Regions from separate parts of the Mus musculus genome. Here all the other regions are linked to region 2. A link is a contact called in public HiCAR-type and HiChIP or PLAC-seq data. All regions are on one chromosome and are shown on one strand. The core of a region is the stretch at or near the end of the contact, and the rest is flanking DNA. Distances in the headings are between cores, read along the strand shown. Region 1 overlaps Prkn (parkin RBR E3 ubiquitin protein ligase). Region 2 overlaps Pacrg (PARK2 co-regulated). Region 3 overlaps Gm34799 (a long non-coding RNA gene).

Evidence for each region. HiCAR-type assays count read pairs that join an accessible place to other places. HiChIP or PLAC-seq counts read pairs in DNA pulled down with a chosen protein or histone mark.
Region 1: a contact with region 2 is called in an H3K27ac HiChIP or PLAC-seq map of SST interneurons, with 4 times the contacts expected there. The contact joins two enhancer-like sites. A contact is called at or near these places in 3 of 484 Hi-C or Micro-C datasets (adipose-derived mesenchymal stem cells, neural progenitor cells and ventricular fibroblasts), 2 of 115 datasets of contacts at active chromatin or transcription factors (SST interneurons and embryonic basal ganglia) and 2 of 9 other capture datasets (embryonic tail and embryonic trunk).
Region 3: a HiCAR-type map of astrocytes shows a contact between it and region 2, with 3 times the contacts expected there. The contact joins two enhancer-like sites. A contact is called at or near these places in 4 of 484 Hi-C or Micro-C datasets (cardiomyocytes, cerebellum, embryonic stem cells and 1 more), 4 of 115 datasets of contacts at active chromatin or transcription factors (astrocytes, embryonic stem cells and stem cell-derived neural progenitor cells) and 2 of 9 other capture datasets (embryonic stem cells and embryonic tail).

Annotation. Positions count from the first base shown.
Region 1 is chr17:11,610,100-11,614,924 of GRCm38.p6, reverse strand. The region is part of intron 6 of Prkn (parkin RBR E3 ubiquitin protein ligase); the gene reads right to left. Among named protein-coding and RNA genes, the nearest start is that of Gm41525, 52 kb to the left of the region's middle. Within about 2 kb of position 1,609, at least 25 of the 459 cell types and tissues checked have an H3K27ac peak or open chromatin away from gene starts, as enhancers often do. A contact at or near this core is called in SST interneurons, where this site is marked.
Region 2 is chr17:10,743,237-10,748,005 of GRCm38.p6, reverse strand. All of the region lies in intron 2 of Pacrg (PARK2 co-regulated), which reads left to right. Among named protein-coding and RNA genes, the nearest start is that of Gm16169, 62 kb to the left of the region's middle. Within about 2 kb of position 2,750, at least 82 of the 459 cell types and tissues checked have an H3K27ac peak or open chromatin away from gene starts, as enhancers often do. A contact at or near this core is called in SST interneurons, astrocytes and cerebellum, where this site is marked.
Region 3 is chr17:9,900,975-9,905,706 of GRCm38.p6, reverse strand. The region is part of intron 1 of Gm34799 (a long non-coding RNA gene); the gene reads left to right. Among named protein-coding and RNA genes, the nearest start is that of Gm34799, 3.5 kb to the left of the region's middle. Within about 2 kb of position 2,171, at least 17 of the 459 cell types and tissues checked have an H3K27ac peak or open chromatin away from gene starts, as enhancers often do. A contact at or near this core is called in astrocytes and cerebellum, where this site is marked.

The DNA of each region.
Region 1 (4,825 bases), core at 360-2,859, 870 kb before region 2:
AAGAAGCAGGGGAGGAGGTTGGTACTGATTCATATCAATATGGAGCCTGCAGCTAATCTAGCTTCCAGCACCCCCAATTTGCAACCTCAATCTCAACATACACTTGTCCCTGTGCTAATTCTACCAGGATTCCCTCTGGAAAGCAGGCTGCTGGGGTCATCTCTGGTTCTTGGGTGGTAGGTAGTGATGATGTCATCGGGATAACATCCTATGGTGACTGACCCAGAGATTCAAAGGCAAGCCAGAGGCCTGGTACTATGGTTGTGCTCTCTGCTGGTACCAGAGGAGCAGGGACTGAGGTGTGATGGAAGGAGACAGACATCTAAAGCCCTAGTTCTGTCAGGAGCCTTTTGGATTCCTTCCAGAAAATTCCACTAGATTTTTTTAATATGAGAAATATGCTTTATAGCAATTTTAACCTTTGGCATTGTAGTGAGTCATTATTTATTTTTGAGGCAGGCCTTTGAGTCCACAGGTAAGTGGAAAACACACCTCTCTGGACTTAAAAAAGGAACAGAAGCCCAACAACAGCAAGTAGACAAGAGGAAGAAACAGGGGCATTGTGTTTCAAGATGTCCCCAACCAACATAGCAGTATCTTGCACTGTGGCAGAGTAGCCATAGGGCCATTAGGGACCCATAAAGGGCTGGCCTTGTTTCAGCTTCTCCAGCCTTTCACCCACAAACACCCAGAGTTAGGGGTCACCTGGTGTCACCTTACAGGTATTGGACCCACTTGGAAGCAGATAGGGATGCTGTCTTGTCAAGCAAGCTGGCTTCAGTTTTGTCCTGCTTCACAGTGGGTACTGTGCTCCTTGCATTGAGGTGGGAGGAGCCTCCTGTGTGAGATGAGGACTGGATACCCTGATATCAAATAGGTACGCAGCCTTCAGATAATGTGGGGGTCTACTGTTACACACACTCCCGGGCTTGGGGTGAGTGATGGTTACAATTGGCAGGAAAGAGCCACTGCTCAAGCTGACTGTTGCCTTGCTGGCTTTAGTATCTGCTGTGACAGCAGGATCTATCCACCCTGCAGAGCTCTGTGAGGATGGATGGTCAGAACTGAGCCTTAGAATGTCATTCTTGTGGCTCCCCTTGACAGATGTCCTGGCCCAAACTTTCGGGGTATCAGCAATACCCTCATGGGGTAAGTCTGCCACTTGAGATTAGAATTAATGTCTCCTGGGCTTTGCGGCATTGAGAAATACCCAGCAAATCTCATGAAATATGAACTAGGAAAGGAGTTAAATATGCTCTAAGGGAAAAGCAGGAATCACCTTTCATTAATACTTTGAAAGAAATTAAAGACCCGGTCTATTAGCCTGGTGGAAGCTGTTGACGGTCGTGGGTGGATGTGAAGAAAAGTACAGATTCCCAGGGAAAGGCTGGGGGGCTGCCTAAGACAAAGGGATTCAAAGTGGGACCTGGACGCCATCCCACTCCACACCCCCTATGGAAGCATGCTCACCCGGCTTCCCTGGCTCTTGTTTACTCTGTGACACTGCGATCAGAATTTGTCACTCTGGGAGTTACATCTGATGTTACAGCCTGGAGCAGAGCTGAACCAAAATAAACAATCTGCTCTCTTCTGCTTAGACTAATAGGACAGTGATGTAAGGCCCTGCACTGAAGTGCTTCCCCTCCCAGCGCTGCGGCCCTCAGTGGAGCTACCGCGGGAGATGGGAAATGGGAAGTGGGGCTGGTTTCCAGTGCTGGGGAGGGTTGGGCAGGGCCGGTGGAAGTTTCACATTTGCCTTGGTCTGTACCCGGTGGAGTCACCAAGATGGGAGAGTGAGCTTTCAAGCTGCAGACGCCGAAGCCTTTTTCATTGAATTCTTCCTGAGCCTGGTGACCTCCGAGTCTGGATTCTGTGCACACGCAGACTAGCTGTGGGAGTTTTCATTATAACTCACAGAGAAGGTGGGCGGCTTGCAATGCCTGTAGGTTTAAGCTGCCCACAGAGGCATTTCCAGTTGTCTTAAACACTCCATACATGGCACACAGCGTGCGTGCGCACACACACACACACACACGCACGCACACACACACACACACACACACACACACACACACAGGGGTGAGGGCGGGCGCTGGGGAGGGAGAGATGCTTGCTAGCATTTGCCATTCTTGCTGGCTTTAGCCACTGAGACAACAGGCTCTAGACAGCGCTCCTACAATCGGCTTCAGGATGGATTTAGATCATCACTCTTCAAATTCTGTCGGGAGCACCAAGGGCTCTCTCCTGCCCTCCTCTTCCTGTCTCTCCACCTCTTCCTCCCATGACTCCCTCACCCCCTCTCTCTAACTCCCCACCATGTTCCAGGAATCTCATATTCACCTGTAGCACACACAGGCTCCTGATGCCAGTGATGTGAGTTCCCTAACCTGTTTTCAGCCCTGATGCAAGGGAGTTTCCATATATGATTGGGTTGAAACTGTCAGCCGAGTGGCCTGGATTGAGTCTGGCCTCGTACATGCAATCAGTGTACAGTTTTGTCATCTCATGCTCAGTGAAGTGTGAATGAGAACACAGTGAGCTTGCACGAACAAGAACGGAGGTAACATAGGTTCCCTTTGATAAACAGGTACTTTCAACCTTCAGCGTTTTCTCTGAGTTGTGAAGGATATGTGGTTTCAAGTCTCTGAGTGAGGGCTTTCTTCCCTCTGAAATAAACATTATGATCAGCTAAGATACCTGGGAGGAAAAAAATGTGGGAAGGAAGACTTCCCATCCACTTGTAAGCTCCTCTGGCCACTCCCTCCCCCGTCACATCCCTATGTCTGGGAGAGCTGTTCGGTTCCTAGCTTCTCAGGCTTTTCTGCTCCCAAGCTTCCATAGAGAGTGAAGCTATGTGAACCCCAGAGTTACTGATGCCACATCTGTGAATCGGGTGAGCCCATTCAACTGTGGATCTGGCTCGCCTTCCTCCAATGCAGTTCTCGCCCGCACCCCTGTGACAGTCAATGGCTCACACTATTAACTCATTCCTGCTCCCCCTCAGCCGTGCTTCTAGACAAATCGGGGCATGGGGGTAGGGGGTGGGTGTGGCACAGGGCAGCCAATTTGTTGGTGACATCCTAAGGGGAAAAAAAATGTGCTGTGGCCAGTCTTTTGTTCCAAGTGATGTCTCCTTCAAACATCCTCCAGCTTTCTGGATAGGCTGATGGAAAATTCCCTGGTCTGCAAGTCTGTGAGCTTTTCCATTCTTCAACTCAGAAAATGAATAAACAGGAAGAGAAGACAGAAAGAAAATACACCGTTCTGCCCCTAGGTGGGGCCACTGCCCACATGTGCCGCGTGTCGGTGCATTAAAATTCGCTTTTCTTGCAGTGAGGCCAAGTTCAGGTAGCAACGGAGAACTGATAATGTAAAATGAACTTTGAGCTGCTGTAAGAAAGTCTTCAGTCCCACGGACCTCACTCATAGGTCCTAGGACTCCTTGAATTCCCCTATTTGTCTTTTAAAACGTATGTCCTTATTCAAGCATAAACGGCTGGAAACACCCCAGCATCTGTTCTCGAAGGATGGGCTGTGGGCAATAAGAACCTAACAGCAGGGAGATAGTTTACAAAATATTTGGTCAAACAAAGGCGAATGTCAATCTGTCTGTCTGGGGGATAGGTGTGAGGATCCCAGAGCCACTAGCTGCAGCAATTTTGATTAAAGGAAGTATAGGAATAACTGCTCATACAGCTTTCAGCCTGTGAGTTCGACCTATAGTCTGTGGGGGCACATGAACCCCAGGATACCTATGAATGTAGCCTGGTACAGAATTACAAACTTCCTTAACACATTAGAGGGAGAGACTCTATTTTCTTACTGTCTTCGTGAATTGATTGTGTGGTTACAAGATGGAGGGTACATTTGATTGGGGTTGGGAGAAAGGAAGGCATGGCGGACAGGGTAGCTTGATGTTGGTGGCTGAGATGCCTCATCTCTGGAATGGGAAACAGAGAAAGTAGGATGTGCTACAGGCTTCTTCCTCTTTCCTTTCACTCTTTTTATTCACTCATGGGCTTTGCCCATAGAAAGGCTTTTCACTTCACTTTGCTATCACAGACACACCCAAGGTATGCTTCATTGATTCCCTGAGTGGTGTTTCTTAGTCCAACCGAGTGAACAAAGTCAACCTAACATACCAGGATATTAAGAAATTTGTTCAGGGCTGGAGAGATGGCTCAGGGATTAAGAGAACTTTCTGTTCTTGCAGAGGACCTGATTTCTGCTCCCAGCCTCACAGTTACCTAGAGCTGCAGCTCCTGGGGCATGTCACACCTCTGGCTTCCGTGGGTACCTGCACTGGTAGTCAGGTACAACCCTTTATGGAGACAAAAGGATAAACAGCAGTGTGGAGGGGTGAGAAATGGCAGGAAGCACAGGGAGGAATCTGTTCAATATACAATATATACTTTAAAGTCTGAAACCTTTAGACATGAAAGAAAGAAATTTCTCTGAAATGATCCCATAAACTCTTAACACATGATCAAATTCTAAAACCTCAGCTTTAGCCCTAAAAAAAAAAAAAAAAAAAAAAAAAGCCACAAAGGTGCCTGCTCACGGGAGGCCTTGGGACTGGATCTGTGCCCCTCATGGTCCAGAAAGACTTGGGTGACCACCCCAGAACACCTACATTTGACCTTGTCCTTCCAGCCCCTGGCACTATAGAATCCATTCTCATTATTCCTCCCTAGCAAGGCTGTCCTGGGCTGTCCTTATGTGAAATGTTCTCTAGACCCAGTCTAGATGGCAGCCCACAACTCAGAAATATCTCTAGTCATCTTTCTTCTTCACCCTGGTGCCATCAGAGCCCTGCAGAGCGGGG
Region 2 (4,769 bases), core at 1,501-4,000:
CAGTTAAATCTTTTTGGGAACTTCCTCAGAGATACATTGCATGGGTTAAACACATTAGTGATTGAGTCACCAATAATGCAAGGGTGTCGAATTAGAAATCAAAACACTTTCCCTTGGAGTCAGTAAACCAGGGTGAGCCCCGATTTGAATTCTCCATTCCATGCTCAGTGCGTCTTCTGTCTGTTATATGAGTCTGAGTCTGAGTCTGAGCCTGATGAAAGATGGTCTTCTGAATCTGACCCTGTGTCTGTCAGTTGTGACTGTGTCTGTCCCTAACAAAGAGCTCTGCTCTCTCTTTTATTGATCAACACCAAAAGCATGACAGGGGGAGAGAATGGGATATTTTACAGACGTCTTTATAAAGGATTAAGTCACTGGCTCCAACTGACCCAGACAACAGGCAGTGCTATAAACATGACTGTTTATCAACTAATATCCATAAATGTTCTGCTCAACATTTATGGTGGATATTCATTTTAGAAGATTGCTTTCAACCTCCATATTTACTGCTTTCAGCAAATGACACTCATGTATTGTTCTGGGCCAGGAGTAGGGAAGAGTAAATAAATTAAGAATCAAGACCCTCTTGTATTTATGGTAATCTTGGCAGGATTGTTTCTGCCTTAAACTGTATATGTTTTTACATTTGTGTTACATGGTTTTTGCTGATTCTTTGAAGTAAGGGACCATTTTATTTCCAACCTCAAAACAATTAAGTTTTTGTTTTGTTCCTTTTTCTTTGCTTTAACTGTGCACAGTATCTTGCACATGTCGAGGATTTATTTAGTATATACAGAAGTGAATTATGTAAAAGCTCATTTCTTCTTGTGAAAAATCCAGGAGTGACTGATAATCTATTATGTTAGTAACAGACTCTTCCACCTACATAGTCTCAAAAAATAATTACAGTTCTCATGTTTGGACAGCCAGCAGAGCAGACCCACCCCCAGGAGCTAATATCTCCTCACATGGTCTTGTAAGAATTGACCACAATCCATCCATTTAATTACAAACATGCTGCCAATTAGCTCTGTGTCCCCAAGAGTTGTTGAATCTTTCAGTGTTTTAATTTTCTCCAGGATCTTTGTGGTTTGCACTGTCCATGTCTTTGGGAATAATAGCATCATTGTGACCACACCTACTGTGGCTGGAATAAGGCTTGGGCGAACCAAGGTCTATTAAAGCACCCCAACTAGCCACAGAGCCAGATGACAAGTGATAGCTGTACTGTAATTTTTAGTTTTGAAATTATTAGGAATAGTGGCTGCAGAGATGACTCGGGGGTTAAGAGCCCTGGCTGTCCTTCCAGAGGACCCAGGTTCTATTCCCAGCACCCACATGGCACCTCACAACTGTCTATAACTTCAGTTCCTGGGGATCAGACACCCTTATATCAGGCATCATGCATGCATACATACAAACATATAGACAGGCAAAACACCAATGTACATGAAATAAAAAAAAAATTTTAAGAAAAAATATTAGGAATGGTGGCCTCTGTCAGCCTTCAGTTTAAACTAATGTCATGGGCATTCTTGTGCTTTTCAGAGTGATTTAAGTATGATAAGTCTGTTTGAAATCACATATTATTCTATGAAAACAATATAGTAGCTTTAAACAAGAAAATAGCCTACAAATAGGGTAAGAACCCCACTAGAGAGACCATCAGGGGATATTCCGAAGAAGTCCTCATGTTCGTGAAAATGCATCTTATGGTGAGAGATTTGTGAAAATGTCTACAACTTCCAGGTTAACAAGGTGACCTCAGCACATCAGCATACTGAGTCCCTTCTTAGGAGAGTGTGACCCTGGCTCTGTTGGACTTACCAGGTTCATAATGTACACCTGGTAGGAGACATGATTCAGCATGTCAGATCTCTTCAATGACATGCCTTTGGTTGTCACTTCTAGTGACCCCAAAATGTATACCATACTGTACCAGGAATGGTCACAGTTTTACTCAGACCTTCAAATGTGATTATACATGCATGCATGCACGCATGCACTCTCACACACACACATTCGCGTACCTACGAACAGGAGACCACAGTTGAAATTCCAGTAGTTGATTCCTTCAGGTAGTCTTAGAGGGCTCACTTTGTCAGGATGATGCAGATCCTAAACTTGTAAGGTGGTCAGAAAATGATTAGGGTCACATTACAGCCCTTGAGCCTTCCCGTGGTAAAAATGCCCACAAAGAATTCAAACAGATATTTTATTAGCGGTGTATAATGTCTCTGAAACAAAAAAACAACAAGCAACAAAACAGGAAACAAATGCATTGAAGAACTGAAAGTTAGTCAAGGGCAAGACCATTCTGATGTGGTTTAACTGGTTTAAACGATTAGTTGACTTAACTTCATGAATCTCGAAATCAATATATTTTAGTAAACTAGAGTCATCTTTAATTTTCTGTGCGGAGCACACAGCATTTTAAGCAACCCTTCATGTCTGACATTTTGGCATACTTCTACTGGTCCAAACCGTTTTCTCTCAAAGACTCCATACTGCCATGAAGGCATTCCTATTTTATGTCTCCATTTTTGGCTGAAAATCCTTGTGGCTGATCTCAGCCTGTTTCCCTAGGTCTTCCCTTAAGAGTTGAGGGGATTAGAGCGTGAGGAGAACAGGAAGAGAGGAGCTTGCCAGTAGGTGGCTCACTTTGAATGTGCTTGGGATGGGATCAGAAATGTCACCCCTCCTCCACTAAGCCTTTGCTTTCTATCCCTGCTGCTTGGAGCCTTTTTCTGTAATGCCTGAGTCATTTGCAGGGGGGTGAAGAGGGGAAGAAAGAGAAGAAAGCCAGCATGCACCAGCCTCCTCAGAGCGTAAGAATAGCATGGCCCCATCTCATTCTGAGTGGTCCCCAAGTGGAGCCTGAACCGAATTCTCTTCTCCACACACAATTGCTTGTTCTTTTGTTCCTTGTGTCCTTAGCAAAGACTGAAAGAACTAAGCCTGTAATACTTGGGCCCTCCTGTGTCACTTAAGGAATAATAGGCCATTGTCTTCATTAAGCCACCCTTGTTTTAGCAAATAGAATCCAGAGCCTGGAGGGAGAACATTTTGAAGGGGGCAGAATCAGAGGAGAGAGGCTTCACTGGATTCCCTAGAGAAACTGTTTTGTTTCTCCTGCTTTATTGCTCCTCACTGAGAAGATTCATATTCAAATGGGCTGAGTCTGTGAATAGTTGCTTGCACATTCTCATGCACCCAGGAAGGCTATGATTATGGCTAATTACAGCGCAGAATGAAACCCTAACAAGAGTGCTCAATCAGATTGTTGTTCATGCATGAAGTAAGTAAGGCTGGCCAATGGAGGTGTGATTCTGGTAATTACAAACATTGTGGCTATTTGAAAAATGCTTAGTAAATCTGTTCAGGACAAAATAAGTTCTAATTAATCACTTTAGACTCTGATTTCTCCAGACGATTCATGTGCACTTTAAAAAAAAGTTTAAGGTCCCCTCAATAAACCAAATCTAAATATAAAATATGCTCATTGTCCACACTTTGTTGGAGGAATGGAACTATGCCGCCTGCCCCATTCCTGTCTTTTCTGGCCATCATATCGAACTTGCCTTTTATGCAACTCGACAGACGGTTCTTTAAAAATAAATGTGTACATATTCTTGTTATTATCTGGCAAACCAAATGATTTATGAAAAATTACTGGAAAACATCAACTGTTAATTTAAACATCCAGATCGATTTAATAATTGTGCTGATGTGTCTAAGAATATTCAGTAGACTGTGGCCCTGGATTATAATACCCAAGGATGTTACAGGCTGAAGAAATGTTATCTTCTCCTAATCCATCACGAGGAACAGGACTGAGGCCGCAATAGCAACAAAGAAATGCCTAGCGAGAACTTTGTGACACAGGCATCCTTCAGAAATAAACTAGGTAGCACGCTCATCTGTGTAGTTCAGACAGTGCACTAGGAAACTTAACAAAGTCGTGTGAGAGCGTTCTCCTCAGAGTTCCTGTATTGCTTTCCTTCCTTCCTGTCATGTGAGGCTCCATCGAAGGCAGGGCAAGAGTGACCTTCCTAGGCTCCAAAGCTGCCTTGGAGAAGGCAAGAAATTCCAGTTTCCAGCGTCCTCACTAGAGAGAGAGCACCGGCCATGACGGGACCCTCCTGCAGATCTGCTTCCTTGCTTCTTCTCTGTAGAGAATACTCTGCATGAAGATATTGGTGGCTTCACATCCTGAGCCTGACAGTAATTAACTGGTGGCCCCTATGAGAACAGAATCAGACTGTAGGAACATGTACACTTCAGGGCCATTCTTGTTTTCAGAAACTTTTAAACTGGAGACATCTTGGGTTTCTCTATTTTTTTTTCAAAGTACTGCATACTAATGGAGTGGCTACAGGACCAGTTTCTTTATTTGACATTTTGCAATTTCCTTTGTTCCCTAACCTAAAAATAGATCTTAAGAAATTGTAAGTTTTTTCTCTGTGGTAATCCAAAATAAGTCAATCCAAGCCAGATATAGATAGATAGATAGATAGATAGATAGATAGATAGATAGATAGATAGATAGACAGACAGAGATGGATATGGATATGGATATGGATATGGATATGGATATGGATATGGATATGGATATGGATATGGATATGGAAGCTACTGCTCTGGGGCAGCTTCACTGGCCCCAAAGACTGAGTCCAGAGAAGTCACTATGGGGAGGGAGAACGAGGGGAGGGGGAAGAGAGAAAGTGCAGAGAGAGAGAGAGAGAGAATGAGGGGAGAGAATGGAAAAG
Region 3 (4,732 bases), core at 922-3,421, 840 kb after region 2:
TGTTGGTGGCCAGACTCCACAGGGGCAGGGAAGTCTCTCCCACCCTCTGCTGGGGGCTGCCTCCCTCTCACTCCCATGCCCTCCTCTGCTGGGTTATTGGCAAGCTGGCTTTCTATTCTTCAAGGATTAATGTCTCAGTGCAAGGGGTAAAATTGGCAATTAGAAAGCAAAGTCTCGGGGCCTGGGATTTCTATCTCCTTATCATCTCCCAGTTAGATTTCATTAGAGTGCTGCCGGAGAGAGAGGTCTTAGGGCCTTTGTTGTGTGGTCAAAGAGTTTAAAGATACTAACAGGATGTTTTATATTTACCTGGAAAAGACAAGGAAGCTTTTGTGCTAGCAGAGTCTAGCTCACATGCATAATTGGGGGTGGGGAGGGGAACGGGGGTGTTCTGAGCTCAGTTCCTGCATGTCCCAAGCAGGATTACCCAGAAAAACCAAGACCCATCCTTGTCAGAACTGTTAGGTTATTGGGCAATTTTTAAAAATCAAAAGTAATTCTTATCCCCTACGAACTAACATGTTTTAAGTGTAAAGGATTGCAGATGTGCCTCTTTGTGGTGTGAAATACACTGTTTAAACAATTTCTTATCTTTTGAAAGTCTAATTAAATGCCCTAGCTGAACGGAGCTGCAATTTGTCTGGAAAAGCCCCTGAGATGTCTCCCTCCAGCTCCTAGCCATGGGGCTGCTGTGGTCAAGGAGGGACAGGGCCCTGCAGGGTGCCGTTCCGGAGGCCCCACACACTCCTTTTGATGTTCCAAGTGCCCACCTGCTGCTTGCATTTGTGACTTGGGTGGCATGAAGCCAGTGACATCAGACAGGCAGGGTATTGTCTCAGGCAGATAGACATTGTCACCCCGAGTGAATGTTTCTTCCGTGTTCATGGGCATGGTGCATCCTGCCAGGAAGATCAATAGGAGAACGGGAAACACAGATGAGGGAAAGCCATTCTTGTGGGACAAGATGTCTCATGTTGCTTGTCACGAGCTTGTCAGTTTTATTTCTTTGTTAAGTGTGAAAAATGTGGTCTCAGATTTCTGTGCTGTTATTCCATCATGGCTGGCAAGAGTCCCAGCCTTTGATGCTGAGCCAAGATCTTTTCTCTATATGATGTCTCTGGGGTTCATGTATGTATGTGGGGATTCCTGCCATTGTGTGTTAAACCTAGGGTGTTGTTATCTCCAAACTGAGCACTCCCAATTAGCATTTACCACAGCACTAATACATTAGCACAGACATGACTTAATCCCGAGCTAGCCATCAATGGTGATAGCTAGGGTTTGAAAACACACTGGGGGAAATGGGAACGCCTAGAAGGAACTGTTCATTATTGGAGGTAACCTTTTTTGGTGGTCATCACTGGCTTTACCTAGGGAAACTTACCTTTGCTCACACAATCAGTTAAAACCCATCAACTCTCAAATACAAGTCTTTAGACTGCTAGATGCACAGGGCGCTGTATCAACTCACATCAGAGCAGTAAGGACTCTGAAGAGTCCCCATCTCTCTGCTGAAGTCAAGCATAGCCTGCAGTCTTTTGAAGGGGCTGTGAGCAACATGGGGCTAGCTGAACTGTGAGAGTCTGAGTCAGATCCTTCTCTGCTGAAGACAAAGCAAAGAAGACAAGAGGAAGCAGCAGTTTGCTTCTGGGCAGCCATGGGATTGCTAAATTCTTGGAGGTTCCATTTTGATTCACCCCCCTCCCCCCTCCCCCATGAGCTGAGCTGTGAATGAGACTCTGACCCTCAGTCACCTCTAGGAGACAAATCCACCTTGCACAGGCTTAGCAGCAAAGGCCAGTCTTTAGAGATGAGGCCCATATGGACTGTTTTGTATATATATTATTTTCTTAAAGTTGTCATCGTGTTTGATACACAGGGATTGATAAGTCTGGAAAGTGAAGAAAACATCAAAGACCTTTAGAGAATTTTCCTCTCAGGGTTCTGGTAGGATGGCAAGAATGGGATCCACACTTATTTTCGCTTTCGTCTTTACTCTGACTTTAAGCCTTGAGTTTGGAGGCTGGCTTGTGTAGCTAGTGGGCAAGGCGGTTCTGAGGAAAACTAGGTCCTTTCATGGTGGATGCCTGTGAGATTGGAGCTGTGTCCCTGCAAAGCCCACACTGTGCTGGATGCTCCTCTTTATTCCTTGTTGAGATCTTGGGATTGTGCAAAGTCTTGGCTCAGAGTTACTCATTCCACAGCGAGACTTCTAGCTGCTGCTCAGCGACAGGAGCCTTCCCAGGGGGTTCGTTAATGAATATCATTTTACAGCAACAAAAGAGGCTATGAGAACTGAAGTTTCTAGAGTGAGAAAACAGAACTTTCCTTTTTCCCTTCCAAACCAAATCTTCTAAAGTCACCACTGTTTTTCCCAACAGACATACATTCATGAGGACCCTGATATACTGAATGTCCATCACTCTCCTGGGAGCTCTGGCAGTGCCCACCAGTCAGGATGTTAGTGTAGGTTCATGGGCTCAGCATCCCCATTCAGGGTTATTTCCAATCATGATCTCTCTCTCTCTCTCTCTCTCTCTCTCTCTCTCTCACACACACACACACACACACACACTCCTTTTGTACATTACATGTAAGACTTTCAATCTGTATCAAACTACACGAATTACTAACCAAGGGCAACCACCATGGTCTCAGAAAACAGGGCTTCATAAAAGTTAGCAGGCTGAGAAATAAGTCTGGGAGTCTGACTCTGCCCCTGCTCTCTCTCTTCATTGTTAACAGTCCCTCCTTCTGACTACAACAGTGCAGCAGAGCACCAAGACCCCGAGATGGCAAGCAAGTAGCATTTGGCCTCTCTCCTTGATATGTCTACATGGTTCACCTTCTATAAGTGTCGTGAATGAGTCAACACACAGGCTGGGACACAATAGATACTAATTTCTGTGAACTTGATAGTCCCAGCCTGGCTGGGATACTTTCTGTATTTTCAAACAGGCTGTTAAAGATGAGCAGACATAGTAGAACCCTCCGAATTGCCCCCTCCTACCCATGTGGGGCCAACTTATATTTTACGGTTCTGTGATTTTATTATTTTTTTTTAAATTAAACATTTCACTGTGACCAAAGATCTTTTTTCCTAATGTTGCAAGATTTTAAATATTTTGCAGGCTTTTAAAATATATTACAAACCCTCAAGCTGTCTCTGTGGCTCCTGGAGATGTCACAGAGGGAAGAAGACAAGAAGATGGAGTACAAAAATCTTGAAAGAAGACGTTTTTTGGAAAATAAAGAAGAAAGTTAAATGAGTGTAGGTGAATAGAGATCTCAAACCAAATGAGAGAATAAAGTCGCCAACAAAAGCCAATAGTAAGAGAAAGAAAGTCGAGGATGGGATGAACCAGACACTGAGAAAAAGAATATCAACCTAGTTTGGAGGCTCTTCCTTGAGTCCCATCCATGGGGGAGAGGGTATTTTGTCCCTGCGTGGATTGCTCAGTAGTATTAGGTCAGTGGAGCAGATCAGATACGGAGGCAAGAGCCCTAGGCCAGGCAGAGAGCTGAGGGCTTTAGGAGAGGTTGTCAGGTTGGACAGTTTGCAGAGCCAGACTTTGTATGTGACAGGAGGTACTGGTTCTACCACAGATGGGAAGGTCCCAGTCTCAAAGAGACTGTTCCGAAGGTGAATCACTTGCGGTGGGTCATTCACTGTGGCATGCTGTGTGCCTACTGAGAGGTGTGATCTGATTTATTTTATTGTCCATTTCTAGGGAAAACTTTTCTTAGTGATGGAGGTTTTCATGAACGTCTTTTTGTATTTGTATGTGTATGCTCATGAGTGTTTACAGTTGATTGCCTATGTGTTTGTGGAGGGCAGAAGAAACCTCTATCGTTCCTCAAGTGCTAGCTACCTTCATTTTGAGACAGGGTCTCTCATTTGCCAGCATCTTGTCAAATAGGCTGGCTGACTGTCATCCGAAGAACCCAGGAATCTACCTCTCTCTGCCTCCCTAATCTCTCTCTCTCTCTCTCTCTCTCTCTCTCTCTCTCTCTCTCTCTCTCTCTCTCTCTCTCTCTGGTTTTTCAAGGCAGGGTTTCTCTGTAAAGCCCTGCCTGTCCTGGAACTCACTTTGTAGATCAGGCTGGCCTCGAACTCAGAAATCCGCCTGCTTCTGCCTCTCAAGTGCTGGGATCAAAGGCGTGCGCCACCACGCCCAGCTTCAATCTCTCTCTCTCTCTCTCTCTCTCTCTCTCTCTCTGTGTGTGTGTGTGTGTGTGTGTGTATCAAACACTCTTCATGCTTAGAAGGCAGATGCTTTACCCACTGAGTAATCACCCAGGGATGTTGGGTGTTAACATCTCTATTCTCAAAATCAAATGTCCTGAAGTCTCCTTCCTTCCTTCCTTCCTTCCTTCCTTCCTTCCTTCCTTCCTTCCTTCCTTCCTTCCTTCCTTCCTTTCTTCCCTCCCTTCTTCCTTCCTTCCTCCCTCCCTCCCTTCTTCCTTCCTTCTTTCTTTCCTTCCTTCTTCTCTCCTCTCTTTTTTTCTCTCTCTTCCTTCCTTTCTGTTTTTATTTGTTTGTTTGATTAATTGATGGATTGCCTTGTTCTAATATTTGAATCAAGTCTTGCTATGTAGCTCAGGGTGCCCTAGAATTCACAGCAATTATTCCTTCTTCAGCTCCCCTAGTACTAGCATCACAGGCAGGCCACCATGCCTAATTATTTACATAATATCTGAGAAAGACCTTAACACAAGGGATATATGTATA